4 separate regions of the Mus musculus genome follow, and regions 1, 2 and 3 are each linked to region 4. A link is a contact called in public promoter capture Hi-C data. All regions are on one chromosome and are shown on one strand. The core of a region is the stretch at or near the end of the contact, and the rest is flanking DNA. Distances in the headings are between cores, read along the strand shown.

Region 1 (2,700 bases), core at 166-2,665, 2.4 Mb before region 4:
TAGCTCTAACCCAACAGTCTTTTTGACTGGGAGAGTCAAAGAGGAGAGGCATTCTGCTCAGGAAATAACTGAGGGTGCTGACTGGGGGCGGGGTTGGGGTGGGGGTGGGGCACGGCACGGGACTCTCACTTACCCAGTGGAGTGAGTCCGTAGAATTGGGCTTCATGGAGGAGGCTGGAACCATGGACACCCCTGGGTAATAGGGGAGATTTGGGTGTAAAAATCTAGGGCATAGGCATGAACAGCACATTGCAAGGAGAAAGGTATTGAAACTGCCCAGAGACTACCGAAGCCTGGCTAGTTTCAACCGGCGTAAAATTCTAGGGAGGTTGAGGGTGGGGTACACCTGCCAATCCAAGACATGGGAGATAAAGACTGGCCTGATCTGGATGGAGTTCTAGACAGCCAGGGCTACAGAGCAAGGCCTTATCTCAAGCCAACAAACAAATACATACTTTCTTTAAAATCTAGATAACAAGGATGAAGAATGGTGCAAATGTGTGGGCATATTTTAATGGAAGGAATATAACATGATCAATAATTCTAATAGAATGGAACACATTTACTTTTCGAGGAGAGATTTTATACAGTGGCAGAATTCACCCATTTACCCATACCAACCTGGGATCTAACTCTTTGGTCCGCAGGAAATTAAGGATGGGGGCAAAGACGGTGGGGTCCCGGTCGATGAAGATCTGCATGGTGGGGTGGGGATGGAGGTGGGGGTCATGGAAAAGACCTGGAATAAGTAGGAGCTCCTGTCCCCCATCCCACCCGGAGTCCCGTTTTTTGATCTAGCCCTACTCACAGCTCCGGTCTCATCTTTCAGGGTTGAGATGCGTCCGCTCAAAAGACTACAGGAAGGGGAAACCGAGGAGGAGACATGGGCCGAGTTGCAGAGGTGAGTATTGTAGAAATGGGTCTCCCCACACCCTCTTCTTTCATTCCCTCCTACCCTCGCCCCAGACTCTCCTAATCACCTGGAAAAGAAGGAGTCTGGGATCCAGGTAAGCGTCTGGCGAGAGGTACTGAACCTGGGCGATGGGGTAAGGAGAGGAAAGAGAAGAAGAGGTGAGGACGCTGCCTCCTCCACTGAGATTCATGCATTCTCCTTTGGCATTTCTTTCTTTCTTTCTTTCTTTTTTATTCAAGCGCCAAGCCTCCAGCTTGAGGCGGAGCAATTCTTGATGGACAGGGACTACCACCCCCACCCCCAGAAGAGGCGGGCATCCCGCCTCGGTCCCGTAGGATGGGGCCTCGAGGATCTCCCACACTCACCGCTTGCCCCCTACGTTCAGATGAATCACTTCCCCGGGTGCTCCCCGACTCGGGACCCCCTCCACTGCAGTCGTCGCGACGGCCATAGCCCCACCCCCCCGCAAGCCGGCCGGCTCGCACCCACTTCCGGGTGTGCATAGACCCCGCCTCTTCCTCTTGCTCATTGGCCTAGAGACTCCAGGATCCACCGGCGATTGGACAGAGAGCTCGCTCAACGCAATTACGGTCTCTGACTCTTTAAAGAGGGCCGGTCTTTCCTGGTTTCGACGGGGCGCACTTGGGGATCCTTTGGAGTGATTTAGTAACTCCCCCCCCCCTTTTCTAGGTTCCCTTATTTTGGTATAATACATAACGAATGTAGGCGATTCGTTGAGGAGTACGTGCGCAGATCTTGAAATGAGCCTATACCAAGGCTTAGGTATTTGTAGAGTCTAGGAGACTGCCTTCTCGACCTCGTCCCCACACCGGCCCACCCTCCAATCCTGTCTCGGATACACGAACAAACCAGCGAAGACTGTCAAAGCCAAAGGGTTTATTATAGGTACATACAGTGTGCGCCTGCCACACCGCCCCGCACCCCCTGCCTTGGCAGCGTCTCCAAGCAGCCACGGGGGTTGCCTGTAACCCTGATTCCCTCCGTCCCAGGGAGGTGCTCCAGCCAGAAGCATGCAGGGGGAGGGCTTTCCCACCCCCTCCCCCTCGGGAAGTGGCATTTACAGCTAGAATCGGGGAGGAGAGAGGAAGACAGTTTTGAACTTTGACTCCCCTCCTATTAAAAGCCTTCGCGGATGCGGGGCGGGGGGAAGGAGGGGGGGTCTACGTTTTTGCAAAAATAAACTAAGTCAGGAATTAACCGCATGGCTCTGAGATGGCGGAGTACAGGGGCTAAGGGCCCCTGTCCTCCCTCTTCCCAGACAGATCAAGGCAGCATTGGAAGTGAGGTAAAGGCAGGGAGGGAGTGTGTCCCCTCCCCACCCCCTAGCACCCTGGATGGTCCAGGGGACCTCACCAGCGCCCCCGTTGTCCATCCTTAGGGCGGAGAGGAGGCCAACAAATCACCACCTCCTAGATCCCTCGCCACTCCAGCTTCTTGGGGCAGGATCTGACGATTGGGCAGGGAGCTTGGCTCAACTGGCTCCCTGCCCGGCCCCACCAAGCTCAGTTATTGCATAAAAAGAATGGAGCCCCAGCACCTGGGGTGGGGTTGGCGAGCGGGAAGGGACCGAGATATGGCTATAGGGACAGCAATCCCCTACCACCACCTCTTGGAGTGCAGAAGTCCCTTCTATTTCAGGCCCACAGTGGCACATCCGCAGTCATTCCGGCCCTTGCGGATGAGAAGTTGTCTTTGTGTCCACAGTGCAGAGAGGAGGGGCAAGGAGACTTGTCAGACTCCAAGGTGGGGGAAAGGGTACCTGGAAT
Region 2 (2,700 bases), core at 86-2,585, 2.0 Mb before region 4:
ATCTGTCTATACTGTAGGCGTTTAGATCATTTACAAAGCGTCTAATATGTTTAGTGGTCCTAATAGGATTATCATTAACCTTGACACTAGTTTTCTCTCATGTTCTGGAAAAATATGTGTAAATATAAATAATAAATAAATGTGGTTTTGAAAGCTCATGTTGAAAGACTCCGAGAGGAGCCCCTTGCTCAGGCCTCAGGACAATAGCGGACACCCAAGAACTCACAAGAGACCAAGCTTGATGCAAACCACATGAGGCTTTATTCGGGGAAAGCCAGAGCTCTGGGGACGACTCATATCCCACGCAGGGGTAGAGGAGTCGACCCCAAGGGGAAAGAGGTCCCAGTTTTTATAGGCCCTCAGGGGGGGAAGGAGAAGGGGGAAGTAGGGGATTTCCAGATCTAAACAATGTTTATTCTCAAGAAATGGGTATGGGAGGGGTCCAAGGGAAGAGTCTGGTGCAGGTGTAGGAACTCTAGATTGGCCGGGCTGTTGTTGCTGGGGAGATTTTCTGACTCTTTTTCAGCAACCAATATCACAAACACCTGGCAATGGGCTTCATCAGTGGGCACACACATGGGTTCAAGGAACGGTCAAAACATTGGCAGACACACGGGTTCAAGGAGTGGCCAGAGCATTGTGCACCTCTATTTTTCTAAATCAGTGAAGCTAGTTCTGCTAACAGTGACATCTATCTTGCCAATTTCAGGGCTTGTGTGACCTTTTACATTCTGTCAGGATCTTTCAATGTCATGTTACACTAAGTACGTTTTCCCTACATAAACAAGGCATACGTCGGTGGTTGTTTACATACGTCGGTGGTTGTTTAGATACTTCCACATGCTAGTCATTCACCTTTCAAAATGGGCGCAGTTCTGTTGATATTTATCCAACTAGTCCTCACTCACGTTTTCCTATCTAGATAACAGGGACACTGACTCTCTGAACATCTGGCTGTCTGAAATCGCTGATATAAACTACCACGTTTAAAACCAACCAATTCTTTAGTTCAGTGTCTTCCAATCTACCATAGTCCCTACTAGAGCACAGCAGGTGGAATCCCTCTTGGTGCAAAGTGTAACCACGCCAGTTATATCCGGATTTGATCACGCTTCCTATTCTGTCCGGGGGTGGGGTGGGGGGTCTGGGAGACAGAACACGACGTCTCCCACAAACCACTGGCATAGCTCTCAGATGGCCTGGCCTAAGTTGTGTGCAGTGATCTCTCTGAACTACAGACCGCTAGGCTTCATCGAGTTGAGCACTCGGCACTACATTTCCCAGGGGCTACCGCGGCGGAAGTAAAGCAACTTCCGGTGCCCTGGCGGCGCTATAGCGGACGGTCGGGTCTTTCTGGTCTGAGTAGGGAATTGCTTTGTGTCTTCGGTCTCTGCAGAGTAAGGCCGGGAGTCCGGGTGTGGGTGTGGACGGTGGGGTGGATGGATGTTGATGCGTGTGTGAGTGTTTAGGGACGGTGCTGTGTGTGCGCGCGCGCGTCTCTGCGTACGCACCTTGAGCTATTTGCATTATCACCGTGCTTGTCGCTTTCTCTCGCGGCCACCAGCAGAGGACCAAGCTTCACTGAGGAGAGGTGAGGGGCGGAGTCTGAAGGGAAGCTTTCCCTGTGGTTCAGATTGAGCTTTGTGACGAGCATTTGAGGCCGAAAGTGCCTCCGAGGGTGGCCTACTGGCCTTTTCTCAGAGCTCTAGCCGTGTGAGTGTCGAGGGAAGAGAGGGGAAATGCTCACTGGGGATGCTCTCAAATGTAATCTAGGCTTACTCAGATGTAATCTAGGCTTACTCAGGCTCCCTGCGCAGGCCATTATTCAAAAGGAGGGCTGGAGGAGCGTGAGATCGTTGTTGCTACCCACCGAAGGCTCAAGGGCGAGTTTGCGCTTTCTCTCTGTGCGAGAAATGAGGGTTTTATGTTTAGAATATGGAATTGTCAGTAAATGAAGAAGGAACGTGTAAATTGATACCGCCATCATTGTGTCCCTTACATTGTCCCTCCCCTTTCCAGTTAGTATTCACATTATCGTTTCAATGACCCTTGACATCTTCTGTCTACAATCACTCCCCCCACCTCACCGACCATGTTATAGATAGGAACCGACAGAGGTTAACAAAAGGGCTTTCAAACTCCGATGTGCTAAATCGATTTCTATTTGGATGGTGTCACACGTCAGATGGCCTTAGATCTTCTTACAGGTCTTCATTTCAAAGCAGCGGAAGAGTGGAGGTTTTTGTTTTCTAGTAGATTTTGAGATTGGGAAAGTGGTAGGCTCTCTCCCCCTCCCCTCCCCTCCCCTCCATCTGGGTTGGAGTCTTGGTTCTGTCCCCTCAGGCTCTCCAGGCCTGTCAGGAACCTTAGGATGCCTGTGGTGAAGCCTGTTAGTGCAGTGCCGCCATATCCTAAGGGCCTGGTGTGCTTTAGTTGTTGCTCTGTGAGGCCATCTTGGGTTCATTCCACTCAGTGTTCTGCAGGACAAGGGAGTGTGAGAAACAATGCGATTGCTGGTGGATGTTTAAGAAAGCCACTCAAACAGAAAAGCTAGGCTTTGTGGGGTACAACGAGGCAGAAAGAAGCAGGAAGGGCAATGTGAATTCTGTAGCAGCTTGATCCCCATAACACGTTTCAGGCCAGCTGGCCTACACAGTGAGAACCTATTTCAAAAACAAGGAAGGTGAATATACCATAGAG
Region 3 (2,700 bases), core at 33-2,532, 2.1 Mb before region 4:
ATAAGATTCAGCGGAAGAGTTTTGGGAGAGAGGATACCACTTACTGTTGATGGACTTGAGGTCCCGGTGAATGATGGGCACAGGGGCATCATTGTGTAGATAGTTCATGCCCCGAGCCACCTGCACAGCCCAGTTGACCAGCACATGAGGGGGGACCCGGCGACCTGCCAGTACCCTGCTCAATGCACCTCCCCGAGCATATTCCATCACCAGGCAGAGGTTTGGGGGGCTGAGGCAGGCGCCCCTCAGGGCAATGATGTTGGGGTGCTGCAGGGCTCCAAAGAGCCGGGCCTCCTGGCGGACCTGCTCCGCTGTCACTGCCGGGTCCCGTTCAGGGTCCAGCCGAGCGGCCTTGACCGCTACTTCCTCTCCACGCCATACGGCGCGATAGACTTTGCCAAAGCCCCCGACACCGATGATCTCCTCCAGCTGCAGCTCGTGGAAGGGGATCTCCTGTGGCAGCTGGAGGTCTGAGGGTGCGGCGGGTGCAGCGGGGGCCACGTAGTTGCTGGGGAAGACGCCCACACGGCCGCTGGGCAGCTGCCCTGTCCACCAGCCCTCATCTCCAGACACCGCACAGTCCTGGGAAAGCACCTGGACGCGGTCGCCTCTCCGCAGGGTCAGCTCCTCGTCGCCCACCGCCTCGTAGTCGAACACGGCGGTCCACACTGGCCCCGCGGGGGTCGCGCCCCACTCTCTGGCCGCCGCCCCCTCCTCCTCCTCCATGGGGGAGGGGCCGGGGGCTGCGGGAGGCCGCTTCACGCAGGCTGCCCGCGGAATGCTGAGCGCGGGGCCGGGAGGCCGGGATGGGAGACAGTCCCTGCGGACCCCGGGGGGCTCCTGGGGACCATAGCTGGGGGAGGGGCCTCCGCTGGAGCGAAGGAATTAAAAAGAAAAAAAACCCCAAAAACCTAAAAAACACCTTTTTCAAACGATAGGACCGATCCCTCGGATTTGGCTGTGCAGGAGAGGCGTTAGGTTCACCTGTCCCCAACGATGTCAGGGCGCAGGGAGGGCCGGGTCGAGCGGGGCCCGCCGGCGGAGGCCGAGGCCGAGGGCAGCAAGCGGCCGCCCCTCCCCGCGCCTCTCACCCCGCGCAGCTCCACCGGCGGCCCCCGGCTCCGCATCCTCAGCCACGACCGCAGGGCCGGGCAGGGATGGCGGCGCCCCGGGGGCGGCCGCCCCGGGATGGGGTGGCGCGCCCCTCGGCCTCCTCACGCGAGGAACGCGTGGGCGGCCCCCATCCTCCTCAGCCGGCTCCTGGTCGGCCCCCTAAGTCCCTCTCCCCGCCGGGGCTCTTGGCGGTGTCCAGTGACGTGTTTATGCTGCCGCCGCGATGCCGCCTGGGAGTTGTAGTCCCAAGCTGCGAGGCCTTGGGTTCGTCCCAGGCTACATGAGCCCTGGTCCTTAGGCCCTATCTCCTATCAGGGCGAATGAACCAACGCTTTCTACAAGCCCTGCAGGAGACCCGTTCATGTTGGAGTTCACGGTAACTGACTCATTTAGCCAAGGGAAACATAGGAGCTGAATGAATGGAGATTACGGACCGATACTCCTAAAGCGGTTCGGACAAGGTTCGCAGGATAGTCTCTAGGGTCCCTGGCTGGAAGTGCATGCTGGGAAATGTAGTTCGTTCGTGGACCATTGCGCTCCTTGAACCACCTGCTTCAGAGAGCAATGGGTGACTGGAGCAAGTTAACGCACAGACTTGTGCTGCCTCTTTGGGCAGGAGCAGGCTGGAGGGCGAAGTGTACTGTCTCGAAGATTTCATAGCCAGATTTGCTTGCCTCACCAGCTATGGGATCACTGGCATCTGCAGTAAGAACTTGTCTATACTCTTCTGCCTCCTATAATGAGCTTCAGTTTGGAGAGAGGGGGCTGAAAGGAGGGGTTTCCGGGGGTGGGGGCTTTGCTCAGATGATGTCATTAAATCTTCACGAAGAGCCTCATTTACAGGTGACTCAGAGAAACAAACTCACTTTGTTCAAGATTGCTAAATTATAAATGGCAAAGCAAGAGTCAAGGGCAGTTTAAAAGAAATTGAAAAATTGAAAAACAAACACTGTCAGTGATCGTATTTTTAAATTGTGTGTGTGTGTGTGTGCGCGCGCGCGTGCGTGCGTGCACGCACCCAAAGAGGGCGTTGGATCTCCTGGAAACTTCAGTCACAGGCGGTTGTGAGCCACCCCATGTGGGTGCTGGGGACCCAAATTCAGGTTCTCCGCAAAAGCAGCATATGCCCTTTAGAGCTGACCCATCTTTGCCCCCTACGGTAACTAAGATTCTGGTTGAGTTTATTTGTGGGACAGGCAAAGAACTGACTGAGAGGGACAAAGGTGTGCGTGTGTGGAGCTTTATTGAGGCAAGCTGACAATCGCTGAGTTGGGAGTCGTTACAAGGGCTCTGTGTTTAGCATTTTATAAGACTTATGGGTCCTCTCATCTTAACATTTTGCCTAGGCATTTGTCCTTCTAACCTTTCTCTAAGGAAGGAAACAACCCTGGCAGGAAGGCCGTTTCTCTACCTGCCTATATATTTTTCTAACTTATCCTCAGCACCATGTTTTTAGAATGCTGCCTTTCTATGTATAGAATGCAGAAGGTGAGTCCTGTATAACGTCAGTGGCTTGTCCAAGAACTATAAACGTCAGGGGGTAGAATCCTGGGTCTTTCCAGTTTGGTGATCCTAAATGGCTTGAGA
Region 4 (2,700 bases), core at 172-2,671:
CCTGTCACCGCCCTTGGATTTAGGTTGAATTCATTTTGCCGAGCACTGAGAACCCTGCGGGGTGTTTGGGGACTGGGGCTGAACTGTAAATTGCTTGCACCCGTTGTTTTCTGGGAAATGTAGTTCAAACCGAGGAGTCCAAGCCGCAGTGCCTTGTGGGAAAAACAAGCCAGGGCACCAAATCCTCCTTCGTGTAACCCCTGCCACAACATCTGCTCTAAGCCGATTCACGGAGAATTCCTCTGGGAATTCTGTCTAGAAAGGGTCCCAGGAGGTCCCGGAAAGACCAGGAACCTAGAAATCCAAAAAGCGGAATCTGGGTTTCAGGCTGCCGGTAAACCTAGATCTTGTGAGCGAGATATTCTCTTCTCTCTCTCTCTCTCTCTCTCTCTCTCTCTCTCTCTCTCTCTCTCTCTCTCTCTCTCTCTCTCTCTCTCTCTCTTCCCCCCGGAGACAGTCTTCCTAATAAAACTCTGCTTCCACAACAACAAAATCAACCAACAATAACAAAATCCACCAAGACTTGAGGCACAGTGATGCATACTTTTAATCATAGCAAACAGAAGGCAGAGACATGGGCCAGAGTTTGAAGCCAGTATGATCGACATTGAATTCTCATTATATGAGTGAGAATATATATATATATATATATATATATACATATACATACATACATATGGAATTCCATAAAATTTGATCCAACATAAATGTTCATGATTGGCCCAACATAAGTGCTTGGAACAGAACAGACGATGCTCTTAAGAACTGAACCATCTCTCTGTTTATTTTCCTTTATGGACACAGGTCGTTAGGTAACCATGGCTTCAAACTTGTTATGTAACCGAGGCGGGCATTAAAACTCTTGATTCTCCTGCTTCTGCCTCCTGAGTGCTGGGATTACAAACATGCAATGCTCAACCCAGGCTAATGCAGCACATTTAAATTTGTGGCTATCGAGTGGTAAGTAGACTAAATATTCCAGTAAAGATAGGGCGATCTTTGCCCTATCCAGTCGTTCCCAGTCCTAACAGCCTTGTCTCATTCCTTCAGGGAGCTTGGAACACCACACTGGAGAAGCTCTTAAGAGCCCTCATATATCCGACTGTCAATAGCAGGATGAGTTCTTTACCGAGAACGCGGTCTGTGATGTCTTCTGGGAAATGTAGTCCTGAGCTGGATCACTTGCTCGGGTTCTTGCCTCGCTTCTGTAGCTGGAGTAAAGATCCACCCCCACCACAGAGCCGAAACTGCTTAAGTTTCAGAGACTTCAAGCCTTGGATCCTTGGGAAATTCCCCCTTTAGAAAACTAATCGTCCGTTCTCTAGTTTCAACAGATCTCTACTTCCTCTCTCGCACACTGAAACTCTCCTGCAGACTCTAGAAGTAGCACCGCCTTCTGGGAAATGTAGTCCACTATAAATGCTCAGCCACATGGCGGAAGTGGCTGGAAAGAGGTTGTTCCGGATCATCTCAGTGCCCTACCCGACCTAACCCGGTACTGTCCTGGTCGGTATTCGCTGGTCGTCCGAGTTCGAAGCCGTGAGATCGCAGTTTATACTTTTGAAGTGAGTCTGCCCTTGGTTTTAAGTGCTTTGTGTAAATACAGTCCTTAAGGCCTGTATTTGTTGGTCGCTGGCTGCAGGCCGGCTCTAGGGGACCCACCCGGTTTCCGGGATGGCGCTAGAGGCTTAAAGAGGGACTAAGGCGGCGGGAGTGTGACTGCATGGGCGAAAAGGTTTTTGGAGGATGTGGATTGTACAGGAGGGTGAGAGAGAGAGAGTGCGCGAAGTCAGCAGAACGTGGGTAGTAGGTGGTTACCAGATCCTCTAGTCTTGCAACGCAAAGTCGGGGGCGGGAGGTGCGGGACACCATTTATGTCAAGTTTATTTGAAAATTTGGGGGGAGGGGGGAGAAAGCTAAATAGTAGAGACGGTAAGGATTTCTGTGTTCAAGATAGATCAGTTTACCAATCAGCATGACTTTTAACTGTAGTTAGGAGTTAGATATGGTGACCCACATCTATAATTTCAGCACTCGAGCTGCGGAAGCTGGAAGTCAGTGACTTTGAGGACAGCCGTGGGAACATAGTGAGTTCCAGGCTACCGGGACCCACATAGTGAAATCCTGTCTCAGAAACGGATGAGTGTATAGAAATTGTATTTGAAAAAACGTAATTACTGTGGGTTCCTACTTTTGTGTCACACCCTCCGAGTAGCCATTTAGCCTTGTTTAGGGAACTCTTAGAAAATCTTAGCCTCTGTTGACTACCACTAGAGAAGTCAGAATTTGAAGTTCATGATTCTGGGTGATCCACTTCAGGTTCTAAAAAGACAACTTCCTCAGCTCTAGGCTTTTCTGTCAAGAAGCAGACATAGTGAGCACACGGAGTCTCCGTTGTACCCCATCTTCACCCTGTCCAGTTTATAGTTACAAAACTAGTCCTCGGTGTGGTGGGTTTAGAAGGTGGGGGCTTTTTGAAGGTAATTAAATGGGAGTAGTGCCCTGGCTCCCTGGAGCTACCTGCCTTCTCTAGGTGAGAGTGCAGTCCAGAGACTCCATCTGGGGACCGGGGAAATCGGTTTTCACTAGACACCTAATTTGTCAGTGCCACCACAACAGAGAAATAAGTTTGTTATTTATAAGCTAGTCTCTGGTATTTTGTTATAGCAGCTTAAGTGGGCTAATGGACTTTAATACTGC

The links. Promoter capture Hi-C pulls out the DNA fragments that hold promoters and counts their contacts. Capture Hi-C pulls out chosen DNA fragments and counts their contacts.
Region 1: a promoter capture Hi-C map of liver shows a contact between it and region 4, with 5 times the contacts expected there. The contact joins the promoter of Shkbp1 here to the promoter of Zfp84 in region 4. A contact is called at or near these places in 1 of 39 promoter capture datasets (liver) and 1 of 9 other capture datasets (liver).
Region 2: a contact with region 4 is called in a promoter capture Hi-C map of adipose tissue, with 3 times the contacts expected there. The contact joins the promoter of Zfp60 here to the promoter of Zfp84 in region 4. A contact is called at or near these places in 4 of 39 promoter capture datasets (the C10 cell line, liver and pre-B cells), 1 of 484 Hi-C or Micro-C datasets (B cells), 1 of 115 datasets of contacts at active chromatin or transcription factors (bone marrow-derived macrophages) and 2 of 9 other capture datasets (adipose tissue and liver).
Region 3: a promoter capture Hi-C map of neutrophils shows a contact between it and region 4, with 4 times the contacts expected there. The contact joins the promoter of Map3k10 here to the promoter of Zfp84 in region 4. A contact is called at or near these places in 3 of 39 promoter capture datasets (liver, neutrophils and pre-B cells) and 1 of 484 Hi-C or Micro-C datasets (CD4 T cells).

The regions. Positions count from the first base shown.
Region 1 is chr7:27,354,593-27,357,292 of GRCm38.p6, forward strand. It overlaps Shkbp1 (Sh3kbp1 binding protein 1), which reads right to left and starts at 1,416. Exons shown (of 18, transcript NM_138676.2): 1 at 1,279-1,416; 2 at 981-1,034; 3 at 809-854; 4 at 622-695; 5 at 134-192. The coding sequence starts at 1,364. It overlaps Sptbn4 (spectrin beta, non-erythrocytic 4), which reads right to left. Exons shown (of 36, transcript NM_032610.2): 36 at 1,791-2,700. The coding sequence ends at 2,700.
Region 2 is chr7:27,730,074-27,732,773 of GRCm38.p6, forward strand. It overlaps Zfp60 (zinc finger protein 60), which reads left to right and starts at 1,336. Exons shown (of 5, transcript NM_029531.2): 1 at 1,336-1,397.
Region 3 is chr7:27,673,299-27,675,998 of GRCm38.p6, forward strand. Map3k10 (mitogen-activated protein kinase kinase kinase 10) reads right to left here and starts at 1,283. Exons shown (of 10, transcript NM_001290528.1): 1 at 45-1,283. The coding sequence starts at 726. It also overlaps a transcript of Zfp607b not described here.
Region 4 is chr7:29,767,131-29,769,830 of GRCm38.p6, forward strand. Zfp84 (zinc finger protein 84) reads left to right here and starts at 1,422. Exons shown (of 5, transcript NM_023750.2): 1 at 1,422-1,565. Gm38983 (a long non-coding RNA gene) reads right to left here and starts at 1,123. Exons shown (of 2, transcript XR_881933.3): 1 at 1-1,123.